Regions from separate parts of the Mus musculus genome. Here region 2 is linked to region 1. A link is a contact called in public Hi-C data. All regions are on one chromosome and are shown on one strand. Each heading gives the region's core, a stretch centred on a gene start, on an enhancer-like site or on the middle of the called end of the contact. The rest is flanking DNA. Distances are from core to core; before and after follow the strand shown.

Region 1 (4,887 bases), core at 1,935-4,434:
ATCGCCATACTCCCCAAGTAAATTCGCCACTTTCACATTTCTGTTCTTCCACACAACTATTTTCTCATCATGAGATGAGAAAAGGTGAAATAAACTAGCCCTGCCAAATGTGACCCCAGATGGGGTCAAGGTATGTGTGCAGAACTCTGGGAATGACATTAATAAAATTCTGTTTATTTCTAATACATTAAAACAGTGTTTTATATGAAAATTATAGTGAGCAATACCAGGAGGAGACATGTTGAACCCATTGGCATTTAACTGAGAGAATTTTTAATAGAATTGAGCAGGCATAAGATGGAAGGGAAGTAGGAAAGAAATGCCAACCAGATGACTCCTTGGAGAATAATTCATTCTGGTTTTATGTGATATTAAATATCACTTCCTCCACCAACACTGAAACCTGTATTAGCCTCTCAACAAAGTAAATTTTTGTTTATCCCAAAGCACCGTCAGGTCAGTGTTTACATCCAGGATGACACTACCAGCGATTCCAACCAAGTCAAGACCATTTCCCACGCATGGTCCCATTTCCTAATCCACTGTGCATAAGCTTAGAAGCTTCCAGATCATGAAGACCTGTGAATTTCAAAAGGATTCAGGCTCTGGTCACTGGGCTGAGTCGGAGTTTTGACTGCATCTCACTCGTTCCATGGCTATCACTGGCTACTGCTGTCCAGAGCAATTCTGCTCTGGAAATATTTGGCCATTCCATAGGGCAGGCCCAGAGCTGCAGACAGAGGTGCTCTACGAATCTGTATTTCACATGGCAGAGGTGTCTACAGCCCCACAGTTACCAGGGTCCTCAGGGTGTCTGCCCTCCTGTCCTCTCTAAGTAGGATCAGGTATGCTCCCCTTGAGAACTGTAGGCCGCAGGTGTCCCTGGGTAGCTGTTTATAGACATCTTGTTGTCAGTGGGTAGGACATCCTTGCTCCAGATATTATCTCTGCTTTCTTTTTCATCCATCATCCAAGTCCTCTCTTTTATACTTCCTTTCCAAGTCTCCTTTTCCTTCGCATTTCTCTTCTATTAAATGTGGCCATAAAGGAGTTTCTTACCTTTGTCCAGTGTTTTATCATTCTCCTCTGAATTTTATGGTGACGGCACAAATTTGAATATTTTTCCCCAAAAACAATTTCTAAAGAAAACAACTTAAATTGACTTTGTCTATACCCTGCAATCACTGGATTTTTGGCACTTTAAATACTTGATTTCCTTAGATTTGCTTTTCATAGAAAGGGTTTTCTCTCTTTGTTATATCTTTCAAAAATTAATTAGTTTTTACTTTTACTGGGAGGTGGGATGCATGCCAAGGCATCTGTGTGGAAGTTGAGGACAACTTTGTGAAGTCTATTTTATCCTCCTGCCTTTCTGCTGGTTTGAGAAATCAAATTCATGTCAAGAGACTTTTATGGGAAGCCCCCACTAGGCTGAGTCATGTCTCTGCTCCCTTATCTGTCCTTCGGTGGCTCATTCTAGTTCTCTGTGCCTCAAAGGAACACGACTCCAACAGTTACGCCTCTAGATTCTTTCCTATACAGATTTCTTCCATTTTCAAAGAGTCATGGCTTCCTGCTTCAGTTCTCAACTCATATTTTAATTCTGTTCACCAAAACAGAGCCAGGAATCTAGCAAGGCACTGTAGGTTCAATGAGAGACTCATTGTAGAAGAGGTGACAGAGAATGTATAGCAAATAGTAGAGATACAGAAATGGGAGACCATGTGTGTTATAGAGAATATGTCCAGTCTATGAAGAGAAGGAGCAAGAGACGCCCTGGAGGGAGCCCTCTTCAAGACGGACATTTTAGTCCAGTGGAGACCCCTAGTCATGTCGAGCTGGAAAAGAGAATTTCAAAGAGGGAGGGAAAAAAGCACAAATGTCTTCCAAAACGAAAGAGTCAGAAATATCTATGGACTTGGAAAGTATGTGCATGTGACCGGAGACAAGTAAGAGAAGAGGAGAACAGGGAGAGATGGCAGAGAGGGAAAGAACCAGAGCTTGCCAGATCCCTGTGAAAGAACTTAGATTTGTTCTTAGGGGGTAGTAGCAGGTCAAGAGAAATGGAGATGTCTGATTTTTTTTTTAAAATATCTTTTCCTTTATACATAATTCTGGAAGAATGTGACCCTGTGGCTTCTGATTCTCAAATCTGCAGCATATTTTATCAGGATTCCAAGATCAAATAACTAATTACTTCTTCCAAACACTTCCAAATGATCATCATTTAAAAAATCATCGAAAAGAATGGAAGGGAACAAGACAAAGCAGGGCTTCTCAGGACAGAGCTGTCTTTATTAACTCTAAATCACAGAATTGTTTAGTTGCTCAAAGTTTCGATAGCACTTTCCTACATTCCTGTGTTTGTTGTTTTTCTCCCTTGACAAAGTATGTTTAGAAAATGAGTGATAAGAATTTACAATAATGAGCTGTTCACACATGTTCCCTAAGTATTTCCCTGGGATAATGAAACAACGCTTGTTAAAGAACAACCAAGATGAAGACTATAGGAAAAGTAAGAACACAGATGTAAATAACAATTCGTGGCCATGTTTCTGTCACCAGGGCACCTATTGAATTGTAGGTGACAAATAGGGAATGGTGACATGTTTGGAAAACCACCAAAAATGACCTCCATTCCTGCCATGCATTTCTGTGTGAGTGCTAAATGACAGCCTGTGATGTCATTCCTCGGGGTGTTATACAGCTTTTCTCTTTGACATAGGGTTTCCTACAGGCATTGAACTCACCAAGTAGGCTGGCCTGGCTGGCCTGTGAGTCCCAGAGATCCTGTTGTCTTGGCGTCCACAGTGCTGGGATTAGAATGCACATGCTAGAATTGCAAGCCCCATGCTTGGCCTTTTACGGGCTTCTGAGAATTGAAGTATGTATGATTCTTGTGCTTGGAAAGGACTCACTTCACTGAAAGCCACCTTCCCAGTCTTCTTCTTGCCTTCTGATCTCAGTCAGTCACAATTTGTAAAGAATTTGCTGCTTCAAGGGTGTCCTTCCGCCTCACCTGCCCATGTGCCTGGAGGAATTTCCTGTGCACTTCTCTCCCATCCTGTCCCCTGCTACTGTTTCCCTATTGGCTATAGCTAGAGGTCAGAGGTTGGGCTATCCATTTGCTGCACAAGCATTCTGCCACTAGGCTACACCCCAGTCCTGTTAGTGTTTCTTGATACTTGGTGGTTGGTTCTGCCTGATTCCTCTCCAAGTCTAGCTCATTGCCGTTCTCTGTGCCACAGCCACAGGCTGGACGCAGAGCCCAGTTTCCCTCAGAAAGGCCCTGGGTTGGCCCAAGTCCATCTCCTTACTCGGACAAACACCAAAGGCTATAAATGAGATTTTTGTCAGGCCACAGATCAGAGACCTGGCCCAGCTAAAACTTCCGCCTAAGTCCAAGACACTCTTTCCCATTAAAGGCTTCTTAATAGGTGTAATTGGTAACTGCCTGAGAATAGTGTGAGCTCATTCAGGTTCTTCATCTACCCATTGGTGCTGAAATAACAGCCAAACAAAAGCAAAACTCCTCCCCAGCACAGTCACTCCCGAAGAACCCATGCTCAAGGCCCTCAGAGAGTGCAGCATAAAATGATTCCCCACACTTTTAGATGCTGTGTACCTCGATAGCGTGATACAAAGAAACCCCACGGAAGACAAGATTTGAATGGAAAAAAACGTGATAAAGTCTTATTTACAGAGGACTATGTAAGGATAAAATGCAATACCAGCAGAACCTCATGATACTCAAACTAAAAAAAATAAAAAGTTAGTAATGCATTTTAAGGCATATCCTCTCTTCCAATTATTGCTATTAATTGCCCCCAGGTCTAAGCAATCAGAATGATCTAGCCAATGGGGAGTAAAGAGTTGCCTGTAATACTTACTTATGGTTGCTGGGCATTGGAAACTCTGCCCCCAACCTGATTTGAGACATCAAGTACTTTGTATTATTATCTGACTCTCATAGGTCAGTGCCTTCATATTCCATTCCAGCTATAAACTAATAGCTGAGTCTCACGGGTTCATAAGTGGCACGGGCTTTGCCGGGCCTGAGGGTGGTTTGCTAATTTAAATTTTTATGCTGTACATGACTGTATCTTCATTCGATACAGCTGGATCAAGATTTGAAGTAAATCAATAATTTTCATTATCCCCCAAAGCCTAAAATCCTCACCTAGAAATTTCTGGAGGGTCACTAGCACTGCCACAGCCATTCTAATAGGGCTCAAAGCAGAAGTGTCAGCATGGTGCCATTCTACATGCTGGATGCTGGGATTGTGGTAGGATGTGTTCTGTGCAAGCTCAGAATATGCTAGGGTTAAAGCCAAGGGAAGCATGGCAAACTGATGACATCTGTAAGCCCATGGTGCCTTTCTCCTCACTGGGACAAACGGAGCTTAAGAGAGGGGTGGTTTTATTTCCCTCACAGGTTCTGTGGGCACAGCGATTCATAGTGGGATGGGACCCAACTGGTCACATTGCAGCTACAGAAAGATAGCAGAGACAGGGATGGCCTTTCGTGCTGCGTACTCTTCAGTCTAGAACCCCAGCCCCATGGAATGATACCATATTCAGGGTGGGTCTTCCCATCTCAGCTAACACAATGTAGAATTTCCCTTACAGACACATCCAGAGGTTTGTTTCTTGGGTGGTTCTACATTCAGTCAAGACAACAGTGTCAATTGTCATACCCCACGTTTCCCACAACCTCTTTTGAATGGCTCTACATAGGAGAGAGCATGACATATTGAAAATCACTTGCATATGAGTATACAATATACAGTACAACACACCAGTTTTCTAAATTATAAGAGTTTATGCTATTTTCAAATGGCTTTTGCAGATGACTAAAAAGGAAAAAAAATCCTTAAAGTATGTTCA
Region 2 (4,642 bases), core at 123-2,622, 510 kb after region 1:
AGTCAAAAGTTTTGATTTCGCAATTGAATTGGATCCCATATTAAGTCTGACCCTGGACAAGGGATGTGAGCCTCTTCAGCGTCACCAGGGCACTGTGAAGAACGGTTTATCTAGAAACTCTCAGAGTATGCCTCCCAAGACCTCCATTCAGAAGAGATCCAGTTTCCCTGGCTGGAGAAGCCATTCTGTAAGAGTGCGATTCAGTCTGTGTCATTCTAAATCAATATTTTCATTGTTGTCTAATACTATCCTTGGAATCTTGACTTCATTTTCTTATAGTCCCACTTCCCTCAGAGTTGTACGAACTCCAAACCTTATAAAACCTGGTTGTATTGCTCATGGCCCTCAGGGGGTTACTCAATTAATGGGTAAAATGAAGTGCACACATACACACACAATGTGATTGGTTTGCAGAAAGCCAAGCACTGTTGGCCACAAATGATTATGAACAGAGTGCTGGGCTCCCTCCCTGCTAACCCAGGTAAGGGTGGGTCTAACACATGGTATGAACCTGACTGTGCTCTGCAGCCAGGCCCTAGCCAGCTAGCCTGGGCCAGAATCCTTAGTGACAGAAATGTTGTTCTGTGGATAAGCATCCAACTAGCTTTCCAGGAGGCCCCAAGCCTAGTCTTCCTTTTGACACGAAGCAGATTCCCCTTCTCTAAACCACTGTTTATATTTTAGCCAAGTGTCCCACATAAATCTCAGATCCAACCACCAGACTCTTTGGCTGCTAAAGAAAAGACAAAGACCAACAAGAAAATGGCCTAATAAGGAGTGTTCATAAAAGAGTTGGGGTGTCTCTGTAAAAGGCTATTCCAGGGTCAATTCCACACAACCCTACTGTGAGACTCCAGTATTGGAGGCCAGGATAGCGTTGAAAGCAGCTTCAGAGGGAAAACAAGGTTGTTTCAGAGAACCATGGCTCAAGCCAGGGGAGTGGGGCTGTGCAATATACACTTGGTTCAGGTCAGATTCAGAGAACTTCCTGAAGCCCCTGCTCCAGAGCGCTAGCTAGGAAACACACAGATTTGATTTCAGTTCAAATCTCTCCTATGTATGACTTCGTTTCCTATCCCCCCCCCCCCCTGCCCTTCACCCCCTCCCTCTTCCCTTTCTTTCTATAAGGAAAATAGAACGTAACTTTGTAATGGCTTTGTGGTCCCATAAATTAATATTAGGGTTTGGTTCAGAGCTCAGCGTAGTTATGTGGTAAATTGTGGTTTGGGGCTCATGGTCTGGATGAGGTCTCTGATTTGAAGGCCTGGAAGCTTGCAGAGTGGTGGCTAGAAAGAGCTCGGAAGAAACCTTTTGCTTGTAGGAGGAGTTGGCAGCTGAATCGAGCTGGACCTATGCTGACTCCCGAATTCTCCAGCCATTGCTTCAGGCTTGGATGCCCCTGTTTCTTTTCAGCCATAGTCTTGTGTAGTCTAGCCCAGAGTAGCTGTTATTTTTAAATAATAATTAAAAAGAGTGAAAGTAATCTTTGGGGAATGCAGGAAGGGAGAAAGTATCTTTATATTTAGACATTCTGGACTTGATTATAAATCCTGGAGCGTGGCCGCTCTGTTGGGAATTGCTTCTCTAGGCAACCCCTTCCTACATGATTAACCGACTACTGCCATCTAGTGGATTTGGAGGCCTTTGCCACACTAACTCCTAATGGAGGAGATGTGTGCATTGATTTTAAAGAGAAGCCATACTTAATTGGGCCCCTGCAAATCTTAGGATGGCCCACTGGTAAGGATTAAGAATCAGTCACTCTTGGATATTCCCCTGACTCCCCTGCACAATGTCTATGCTTTGACATCAATTAAATGAAGAAGGAGGAGGAGGAGGAGGAGGAGGAGGAGGAGGAGGAGGAGGAGGAGGAAGAAGAAGAAGAAGAAGAAGAAGAAGAAGAAGAAGAAGAAGAAGAAGAAGAAGAAGAAGAAGAAGAAGAAGAAGAAGAAGAAGAAGAAGAAGAAGGAGAAGAAGAAGAAGAAGAAGAAACATCAATGGGAGTTTATTTGGCAACTGACCAAAATCACTGTTACCCATTTACTGTGGGTAACAATCTTACTTACCAATTCCAGTTTCCCACTGAGGCTATAAACAGGATCATGGCAGTCCTTGGGCAAGACCAGAAGAAGCCCTTATTTGGAGGGGGAATGGGGGATCAGAGCCCTTGTAGCCATTTTCAAACAAACTGTGCTTTGGACTATTTAAGAAGCCCCAGGTTTCAGCCTCCAGGCACTAGATAGATACAAAGAGTCTTCTATAGATGGGATAAAAGTGTCTGGGGTGTGAACCCTGGAACTTCAGATGTAGCAGAATTCAAGATCACTTGCAATGTCTCTTCAGAAGGTAGATACATAAATATTCAGAGAAAGAGTTTAAGAAATAAACCAAATAGACAACACTAGAAGTGTGCAGTTTCAATCTAAAGCTGGATGTAGAGCTAATCACACACACACACACACACACACACACACACACACACACACACACACACACACACCAAGCCTCAGTCCTCTCATCTGGAAAATGAAGGCTCTGTTTAATTACCCTTCTGAGCACTTCTAGATGAAGTTGTATATGCTCAAGTTTTGGGAATAGCTCCAGGTCTGAGAGGTTGAACTGAGGGATCTTTTACACCTCACAAGGAGCACTTCCTACAGAAAGTGAGAGTATTTCACTTGAATGAGAACTTGATCAACCCATGGTGAGTTAGGTCATCCTGGTAGTTATGGATAGACCTAGGGGAAAGGCAGTGTACTGAGTCTCTTCTTGCCTTAAGTCACCGTGTGACCTTAGCAGGTTCTTTATATAATAACACTAGCTTTCCACAGCTAAAAGATATCCACAGTAGCTTTGATCTCATTTTCTTCTTAAAGGGTAGTGGAAGTATAAACAAGCAGAAGTGCTTCTTGAAAACCACAATATGGTTGGGAATGGCGGTTACACACACTTATAACCCAAGCACTCAAGAGACTGATGCAAGATTATCAGAGTTTGAGGCCATTCTGAGACACACTGCACAATTATCTTAAAAAAAAAAAAAAAAAGCTGAGTTGGGAAGGTATCTCATTGGGCAGCGGTGTCTGTTGTGCTAGCATGAGGAGCTAAGTCCCCAGCCCCTCTGTAGAATAGCCAGGCAGCTACATGTGCCTGTAATCTAAGCATTGGAGTGGTCAGGAAGAAACAGGAAAATCCAGGGATTTACTTGTCAATCAGCCATGTCAAAATGACAGGCTTCTGGTTCAGTGAGAGGCTGGGAGATGCTGTCTCAAGAGAATGAGGCAAACAACTGTAAAAGAAACTCACATACTCATTCATGTGCACATGCCATATATATACAACTCACATGCTCTATACACACATATAATTGCATATAAGACACATACATACAAACACACACATGGAGAGAGAGAGGGCGAGTTCAGAATGAGTTTAAAATACTGCTTTGTGTCCAGCTTAGGTCAAACCTATTTAATATAATAAATCTCTTCAAAATGACACTTATCAAACAAACAGCCATACAGATTCAAGTCTGAGTATAATAATAAACTTGATCTTTGGTGGTAAAGAACAGGAAACCGTGGTCCTTTGTCAGTCTGTTTCTTCCTGGCCTTGGAGGTTGAGTGGTTATAGCTGAGCCATGAGGTGGAGAGGAGATAGCCAGAAAGTCCCAAGCATGCTGCTTTTCCATGGATGATGATGAGAGGGGTGGTCTTTGGTTCCTACCTGATCCTGTCTTCCCTTTCACTGTCAACCTTTCTGTGAAAGCCGTGGACATCACTCCGAAAGCCATGATTCATAATTGTCAATAACATTTGTGTCGTTCTGATGCTCTAACTCTATTACATTAATTGCTTTCCTCTCTACATGTTATTTTAAGGTGAACATTAATTGATTCCCAACTGTAATCACAATTATGGTGAGTTACCCTGATTAATGGCAGATGTGATTAATAGATAGGAGGTCCAACTGCTTCTTCTTACTCTGGAAGAGATGATATATGTTACAGCTCCATGGTAGACTGCATTTCCTCAGGAGTCTAGAGCTAATGCACAGATGTCAATCACCGAATCTCACTGTTGTTTTTGCTCATCTGGCTGGAGTAAATCCTACCTAGTCTGGCCTGATTCTCCATACCCATTGACCTACAGTCTCATATGGGGAACTCTCCTGTTCCTGTAGGGTCCCAGAAAGAAAACAGAGTTGCTAGTCTGTTGCCTACAGTTACAAATTCTGAAGCCTGAGTCCTGACATGGCTGAGATGGGCAAGGTGATGATAGATACGCGACACGTTTCAGGCCAGACCCAGGAAAGACATTAGAGGCAGAGGTCAATATATATATCTGTGTACCCAGATGCTTAAAAACATCTTATCACTGCTTCTGGATTCCATTCTACCTCTGCCTAGATTTACCTTGAAGATGCCTTTGCTAACCTGTCATTTCATCTGAGCTCACCTGTCCTGTGTCCTGCTTTGTGAGTGTCTAGATGGGAGATGGGTCATCCAATAAATGTACCAACCAATGTAGGACCAAATGCTGAGGAATAGACTCTCCCCATCAACTTTGTGGCAGAGCCTTGCTTTCTCTTCTTCATGATTCCTTTCACTTCAGTCAAGCTTCCTTCCTAGAGTTCTCTCCAA

Evidence for each region. A called contact is a pair of places that touch in the nucleus more often than the background predicts.
Region 2: a contact with region 1 is called in a Hi-C map of uterus, with 5 times the contacts expected there. The contact joins two enhancer-like sites. A contact is called at or near these places in 2 of 15 datasets of contacts at CTCF or cohesin (the NIH/3T3 cell line and embryonic stem cells), 34 of 484 Hi-C or Micro-C datasets (the HL-1 cell line, MC3T3-E1-derived osteoblasts, adipose-derived mesenchymal stem cells and 16 more), 7 of 115 datasets of contacts at active chromatin or transcription factors (the NIH/3T3 cell line, astrocytes, embryonic stem cells and 1 more) and 1 of 9 other capture datasets (embryonic stem cells).

The regions. Positions count from the first base shown.
Region 1 is chr9:49,655,352-49,660,238 of GRCm38.p6, forward strand. All of the region lies in intron 1 of Ncam1 (neural cell adhesion molecule 1), which reads right to left. Among named protein-coding and RNA genes, the nearest start is that of Gm11149, 140 kb to the left of the region's middle. Within about 2 kb of position 3,185, at least 24 of the 459 cell types and tissues checked have an H3K27ac peak or open chromatin away from gene starts, as enhancers often do. A contact at or near this core is called in cerebral cortex and uterus, where this site is marked.
Region 2 is chr9:50,170,654-50,175,295 of GRCm38.p6, forward strand. No RefSeq gene overlaps it. Among named protein-coding and RNA genes, the nearest start is that of 2310003N18Rik, 60 kb to the right of the region's middle. Within about 2 kb of position 1,373, at least 35 of the 459 cell types and tissues checked have an H3K27ac peak or open chromatin away from gene starts, as enhancers often do. A contact at or near this core is called in cerebral cortex and uterus, where this site is marked.